2 separate regions of the Mus musculus genome follow, and region 1 is linked to region 2. Evidence: chromatin contacts called from public ChIA-PET data. All regions are on one chromosome and are shown on one strand. Each heading gives the region's core, a stretch centred on a gene start, on an enhancer-like site or on the middle of the called end of the contact. The rest is flanking DNA. Distances are from core to core; before and after follow the strand shown. Region 1 overlaps Gm27162 (predicted gene 27162). Region 2 overlaps Fli1 (Friend leukemia integration 1).

Region 1 (3,576 bases), core at 536-3,035, 400 kb before region 2:
GGAGGTAGACACATAAAGAAACAAGAGCAATAGCTCTTCATGACATCACTCTTTGCCCTGATTCAGACACAAACCTTATGACTGAGAGACAGAGTCCCATGTCAGACATGCAGTTGTCCTGTCAGGATGCAAGTGTTTTATGAGCATTTTCCTCACTCACTAACCCTTTCGGGAGAAAGAACTCAAAAAAGAATGAGGCTCAGGCAAGAAAGCATGGAGGAGACTGAAAATTCAAAGGGAGGGTTAGCTAAAGTCCAGACACCTTGAATGAAGAGAGTCAGGCTCTATCTGGCTCTACCTTCAGCAGGCTGTGAGGGCTTGCACTTGATTGAATCAGTTCCCAGTTTCCTGTTTAAAATCTGAAAGAAATGAGTTCTTGGTTAAGCTATGATGTTAGGATTTCTCGTGATTAGAAGCTTCCCACTGCATTTCTTCCAGTCCTTTACTTTCAAGCAAGTGCTAGAATGGTGAACCCTCAACATGAGACTTTTTGGGGACTGTGACATGAACTTCTGCACAAGCTGGCCAAAATGTATTCTGTCATTAGCAGTGTCTCCTTATGGAGCCTTGATGCCCAAGTTTTATGAGTTTAGAACTAACATGGTAACCAAGATGGAGGCAAATTGGTCTTTTCCAATTTAGCTCACTCAGAATCAACTTGTCTGCTCACAGCAAAGCAGTTTAAGAATCCCGTCATACTTAGACAGTGTGTCACTTTTCTTTTTTATTTTAACATTTGTATGTGTGTGTACATTGTTTTAGTTTTGTTTTTCCTTTTGATTTGAGACCAGATACTTCTGATGAGCTTGGTTGGCACTTACCGATTTGGCTAGTCATAGCTGCTAGTAAGCCCAACAGATAGTCCTGTCTCTGCACACAGAGCCCCAGATCACTGCTGGGGTTCCTGCAGTGCACCTTGTGTTCAGCGTTCTTACGTGGTGGGTTCTGGTAGGTTGGACTCTAGTCCTTATTTTTGCACAGCAAGCACTTGACCAACTAGGCCCATCTCCCCAGCCCTCAGTTTTAGTTTCTGAGTGGAACAGCACAGCTGTTTAATTTTTGTCTACTCTAAATCATTGAATTTTCATAACAATACAATGGTGGACATCAGGTTCTCCAAATTATAAATAAAGAAGCTGAACTGGAAATGTTTAAAGTAGTTCCCAAATGCTATGCTTCTCCTCCAGTGGAGGCAGAATTTGAATCCAGATGTGACTATTAGTATACACTCTTAGATATCTGCCAGGACTTGTGTATGGAAATGCATCAATAATATCTAAATACTAGCTTCAAGAAAAGTTATGTGGAGCTTATAAAATGCTAATCTTAATTTTTCAGCCTGGAGAGAATTAAACAAGCCTTATTGACTTCCCACAGAGAAGCCTGTTCAGCTAGGTACCATGAGGTTGAGAGATTAACACTGCAGAATGGAAACAAAGAACATTGATGAAGCACTTGGGTGAACTCGGGTAAGACATTTTCTCCAATCAAGTTATCAAAGCCGAATTCCTGTTAGTCCTTTTGGAACTCTTTTTGCTTATGAAGCAGATATGGATTGGAGGGCACACTGGTCCCTATTGTTGTTCTGCAGGCTTGCTTGTGTTAGGTCAGCATATTAGTTCCCCTACCTCTGTAAAGACTGAGAACCACATTTGGAATCAGGACAGGAAGTACACCCCCTCCTTAAACCCTTTACTTTCTGGAGAAGTCACGGGTGGTGAAGATGTTTCCTGCCATTCTTTACAGAAGCAAGAGTCGCTTTAGGGTTGTTTCATTATCAGTGGAGTAGTTGTCCCGTGGACCTCTGCCCTTGAAGAGTGAAAGAGCAGTCAAGACAGAGCCCACTAGCCTCACGTCGTCACAGTTGCAAGCAAGCAAACCTGTCATCTTCCTGTATTATCTACAAATGGTGTTTGTTTCCTTTGACGTATATTCTAACACTTGGGGCAGGAGGGATTTCTCGAAAAAACAATATTGTTGAGTATACCAATTCCCTGCCCCCAGCCATCCTTTCTGTTTCCTTTTCAAGGCTCCAGGAATTGCTAAATGGCATATCCTGGACAACCAACACTCTTCAGCTAAAAATACCAGAGGGTGAGCTTATCTCGAGCAATGCTTCCTCTCCAGGGGGTTCATAGACATTATCTCATTTATTCTTAAAAACACCCTGTGAGGTAGGGCATGGCCAAAGAACTGGATCCCAGAAAGGTAAGGAAGCTTTAAGACAAAAGGTCACTGGCAGAGGTTCGATTCTGAAGCCCGGCAGAACAGCTCAGATGTGTAACTTTCAAGCTGTAAAATCTACTCACCAGGCATCAATAACTTGACTGCAGGAGCCCAGAGACCCCCTTATTAAATAGATATAGATATAGGAGATAGAGATAGATAGAGATAGAGATAGAGATAGAGATAGAGATAGAGATAGAGATAGAGATAGAGATAGAGATAGAGATAGAGATAGAGATAGAGATATATAACAAGACTCCTGGCATACAGGAAAAGACAGAGCTTAGCGGAAATTGGATCCCCAAAGCTACTTCTTCAGGGTAATGATGATTTCTTTGTTATCTATAACAAACTGGAGAAGAACATTGATCATCTTTTCAAATTGTCCCATTGCCCTCCTAACCTCATCTGCTAACATGGCTTCATGTCCCACCTACACAAACTGGAACAACTGGCTTAGTTGTCTCAGAGAAACAAGATATATATATATATATATATATATATATATATATATATATATATATATATATATATATATATATATATATATATATATATATCCCTTCTAGAAGTCAGACATGACTTGCTTATACATACTTCAAAAACAGATTCCATAATCAACAAAATACATTGTTCTGACATTCTATATATTGTCTTATATTCCTTTCCTCAAGACTTGGTCCCATGCCCAAACCCGAGAGTCATGGCAGCTTCTAGGTCCTCTTAGGAGCATACGCAAATCCTGTTACTGACATATCTCCTCTATGCCCCTCATGACTAATTTTTTTCCCACCCATACTCATGCCCAAGGAGAATGAGCTTGGGAGCATGAACTACCGAGCTCCCTCCTCTCTGCCTGCTAGCTGATTTAGCAGGAGGTTAAGGGGAGACAAGAGTATGTTGTTAGTTTTACCTTATTTCTTCCCTGTAGGGTGACTATGACTGAGTCCTGCCCACAAGGCCAGCTCCTCCTTCAAACACTGCTCTTTGTCTGGGTTTTTAGTAAGCATCACTTCCTGATGGCCACCAGCCTGGAAGTTTTAAAGGATCCTCCTGCTAATGTTCCCAATTCTTTTGTCGTCCCTATTATATGTATTAAAGCCACAACACATTCTGTAAATAGTTCCTTCATAAACTTGTTACAGCTCCTAGATAGAATGGATTCCATTGGTCCTAGTTTGTTTTTTTTTTGATCTTGTAATAAAACCATGATCAAATGCACCATAGGGAAGAAAGACATTTATTTCATCTTGCAAGTTACAGCCTGCCATTGAAGGAAGCTCAAAGCAGGAGCCTGGAAGCACAAACAAAATCAGAAGCCATGGAGGAATGCTGCTTACTGGCTTGTTC
Region 2 (3,637 bases), core at 262-2,761:
TGGGCACACCCACTTTGGAACGAGCACACCCTGGATCCAGTCAAGTCTGAGTTCACCTCTGAGCGAGGCCACTTATAATCTGGTCAACCTCACAGGTCTCACCTCCCTGAACTGTAAAATGAGGAAATTATTTCATAAGGCTCTGGTGAGGATGAAATACAGGGAGATAACGGACACAAAGTGTTTAGTTCCTTACCTGATAAAGAAGGGCTCCTGAGTGTTCGAGTGGTTGGGAAAACAAGGTCTACTGCTCACAGGCCAGAATGACAGCTAGGGGAAACGGCTTCAAGTTCTCAAAAGGGAAAGTGTAGCTTGGGGGTGCCTAGATCCTGAGCTCAGCCAATCGGTCTCCGTCTCCATGTGTTCCTGTGATGAAGTCAGCCCAGATCTGCACACAGCTCAAAGGCTGGATCTAATTGATGCTTGTCTGTAGAGCTAAATATCAGCCTCTGAGGCTAGTCTGCTGCAGACTGAGCCCTCACTACCAAGATTTAGTGAATGGCTCAACGCTGAATGGAGTTAATGAGAAGCAGAAATTTCCAGCCACACGTGTGCTGATAAACGTGGAACAACCTACCGTCTGGATTTGTGTAGTGTTCACCTATTTCCATGGTGCAAATGGTTGCTCTGAGGCTGATGCCAGGCTACCAGGATGATGTTTCTGACTGTGGAGCTAGGAAGAGATGCTTTCTCAGCTCTCGCACACCCCTGCATCCATACCCCCATCCCTGAAGCTGGCTGAAGCTCCTCTCACAGCAGGGTGGGCTCCTGTTCTTCAGGCCAGGCTTTCTTGCCTTATTCCTGTCCGGAGGAGTTGAAGGGGAAGGGAGGGGAGGCATTCCTACTTTCTCCTCTGTCCTGTGCTCGGCAGAAGTATAGCTTCCCACCCAGGAGCCACTTCCTCTCTGTCCAGTTCCAGACTGATGAGCAAGTCCATTTTCCCCATGAGCTGAAACAAAACAAGACAAAACAGAAAAGTGGTCCTCCCATGAGCCTTCGTCAGAGCTCAGCTTTAAGATGAATCAGGGCAGGCCCAAGTGCATACTCTGGCGTCTTGGGGTTTACCAACACACTTCCTCCACAGAAATACTGTTGCTGCTCTTTCTCTTGCCCCTGCGAATGAGGCAGCGACAACTCAGCCACACCTGCACCTGGAGGTGAGGTGGCCAAGGCTTCACACTCCCAGCTTCCCCTTACCGCTACAGCAGGGAGAGTATGACTTCATCAGTTCAATGACAATTCTAATTCAGGGGGCGGGATGCTGGAGACAGAGGTCTCAGCAGTCCTCTGTGTGTTCCCTTGTAAAGATGAAGGTACTGAGGCCAGAGGGCAAGGTCTCAGGCAGGTCACTTCTAGAGACGGTGTTCTCTCTCCCCTCTCTCTCCCCTCCCTCTCCTCTCTCTCCTTTCTCTCCCCATCCTCCTCCCCACCCCACCCCACCTCTGCTGCTGCTGGGCAGTTTTCTGAGAGTTAACACTGATATTTTGCTCACGTCATTTCTTCTATAACCGCAGTGCTTCTGTGGGAGTAAGCACCTGCCCCCAGCAAGTTCTACACCTTCTTCTTCTTGCTCATAGCCCTGGGCATCCTGGCAGATTTGCAGATGATCCAGATCCACTCCAGCTCTGCAGTGAAAGGAGCGATAGGAAAAGCAGAGTTGGGGGTAGACACCCAGGCAGTTCTGTCTTAGGATATCTTCCTTCAAGTCCGGGAAAGAGCGTGTGTCCTCAGTGTCCTCCTGTAGCAACAGGCATCTCCAACTACCAAGCACGCCTGCATTGCCTACGTTAGCCAGGAATATGACAAGCCATACATACAAAATAGGGACCTTCTACTAGTCCCCTAATTGTCACCCGGAGCTTGTCTGTGAGAGTAGCTGCCCACTAAGCCCTAGGGATAAAGGGAAAGAGAAGAGCCTACAGCTTCCCACAACCTCATCTCTGACCACCAGAGAACCCGCCCTTTAGCACGGAGTCTTCTCCTAGTGCTTGAGAGCCACACTGGGTCCATGCAGTGAGGATATGGCTGCCTGTGAACCTCCTGGTTCACGGAGAGTGGAAAAGCTCTTTCCTAAATCTTACTAGACAGTAGTTCGCATTTCCTCCGTGGGGACCTTATCTGCTAGTACATTAAGACCCCAACCCAGCTCTGCCAAGAGACTGTTATGCTCTGCGGCTCAAAGAAAAAAATGTAGGAGAGGAGTTGATTAACTGAGACCGGAAAAGAGCTTTTTCTATGTATAAACAATGAGCCCATGTTCCTGGCAGGTCAGGTGTCCTGATCTCTCTCCCAGGTGGGAGGGAAGAACTGCTGGCCGCGCTCCTCTCACGGCCCTGAGTTTAGGAACAGGATTTCCTCTGCACATTGTCAGAGAGCAGATAAAAATCTTAATCTCAGGCACACACAGCCGCAGGCCTTGGGGCCTGCCACTGTGTGCTTAGCTTTCAGAAGTGAGAACGAACAATGGCTTTGGGACTCAGTATATAAGTGGGGAAGGCAAAGAAAGAGACCAGGGTGGAAGCTAGCGGGATATACAAACTTGCTGTGGAAGATGCAGGGCCATCCAGAGGGTCCAACCTGCACACAAGGCTCAGAAAATCCTGGGTCCTCTTTTACTGTTTTTGGCTTTCTTGTACCAGGTACAAAGCACACTGGATAGAGGTCTTTACCATTTTGTTTGTTTTCTTTGTGTGTGTGTGTCTGTGTATCTGTGTAGTGGATGCACACTTGTGCAGATGCACTCGTGTGTGTGTGTGTGTGTGTGTGTTTGTGTGTGTGTGTGTGTGTGTGTGTGTGTGTGTGTGTGTGTGTTGGAGGTTAGCTTTGGGAATCTTACCTTTATCATGCTCCACCTTGTGAGCCAAGGTCTCACACTGAACTTGAAGCTTGCCTGCTATCCAGCCCCACACAGGTAGTCACCACCACTGCTGGCTTTTATGTGGGCACTGGGGTTCTAAATGCATGTCCCCATGCTTTCACAGCAAGCACTTTACCCACTGAGCCATCTGCTTCTCACGACTGCCCCACACTTTTTCTTAAAGTGCTCAAATAGAGGCACTCGCCTCTGCGCTGCAAATCGGGCTCTTAGGAAGAGCTTGGCATCTCAGCAGAACTCAGAAGCTGGGAAAAGTTTCAGTCTTATCCTCCCAAATGTTTGTGCTAAGAGCTCGCTCGCTCACTTATTTTCCCAACATGCATCCTGTGCCTTTTCAGAGTAGGAGGAGATGAGAATTTTAGAAGTCTCATTTATTATGTGGTGCTGTATCAGAAAGTGCTCTGCACACAATTTTGCCATTGCCACACTTAACTGCAAAATATTCCTTATGGGAACATACAGCTTATCCCTATTGAAGGAGTTGGCCAACCAAGTTAGCATGAGAAATTTTAGGGTGTATACATGTTGAAATGCAGACCCATTCTCCACAGGATCCCTCCATCCCTAACTCCATTTTGATGAGCGTGCACTAAGCACTCGCTGTGTGGCACTGTGCTATCTAAATGGTCTCTACTTATAGCATCTCCTTTTATCCTCAATATCCCACAGTCCTTGGGAAAAAATTCTTAAGTTCTTCAGGTGAGCAGTATGCATATGCAGACTAAAGCTCCGATGCCCACCTACATGAGTCAGTCCCTCCTC

What was found. ChIA-PET counts read pairs in DNA pulled down with a chosen protein or histone mark.
Region 1: a contact with region 2 is called in an RNA polymerase II ChIA-PET map of effector CD8 T cells, with 19 read pairs. The contact joins two enhancer-like sites. A contact is called at or near these places in 4 of 484 Hi-C or Micro-C datasets (CD4 T cells, CD8 T cells, Th1 cells and 1 more) and 4 of 115 datasets of contacts at active chromatin or transcription factors (effector CD8 T cells, large pre-B cells, regulatory T cells and 1 more).

Annotation. Positions count from the first base shown.
Region 1 is chr9:32,904,805-32,908,380 of GRCm38.p6, reverse strand. Gm27162 (predicted gene 27162) reads left to right here. Exons shown (of 4, transcript NR_131058.1): 4 at 1,339-3,576. Among named protein-coding and RNA genes, the nearest start is that of Gm27162, 22 kb to the left of the region's middle. Within about 2 kb of position 1,785, at least 56 of the 459 cell types and tissues checked have an H3K27ac peak or open chromatin away from gene starts, as enhancers often do. A contact at or near this core is called in CD8 T cells, Th1 cells, effector CD8 T cells and 1 more, where this site is marked.
Region 2 is chr9:32,505,060-32,508,696 of GRCm38.p6, reverse strand. The region is part of intron 1 of Fli1 (Friend leukemia integration 1); the gene reads left to right. Among named protein-coding and RNA genes, the nearest start is that of Fli1, 35 kb to the left of the region's middle. Within about 2 kb of position 1,511, at least 134 of the 459 cell types and tissues checked have an H3K27ac peak or open chromatin away from gene starts, as enhancers often do. A contact at or near this core is called in CD8 T cells, Th1 cells, effector CD8 T cells and 1 more, where this site is marked.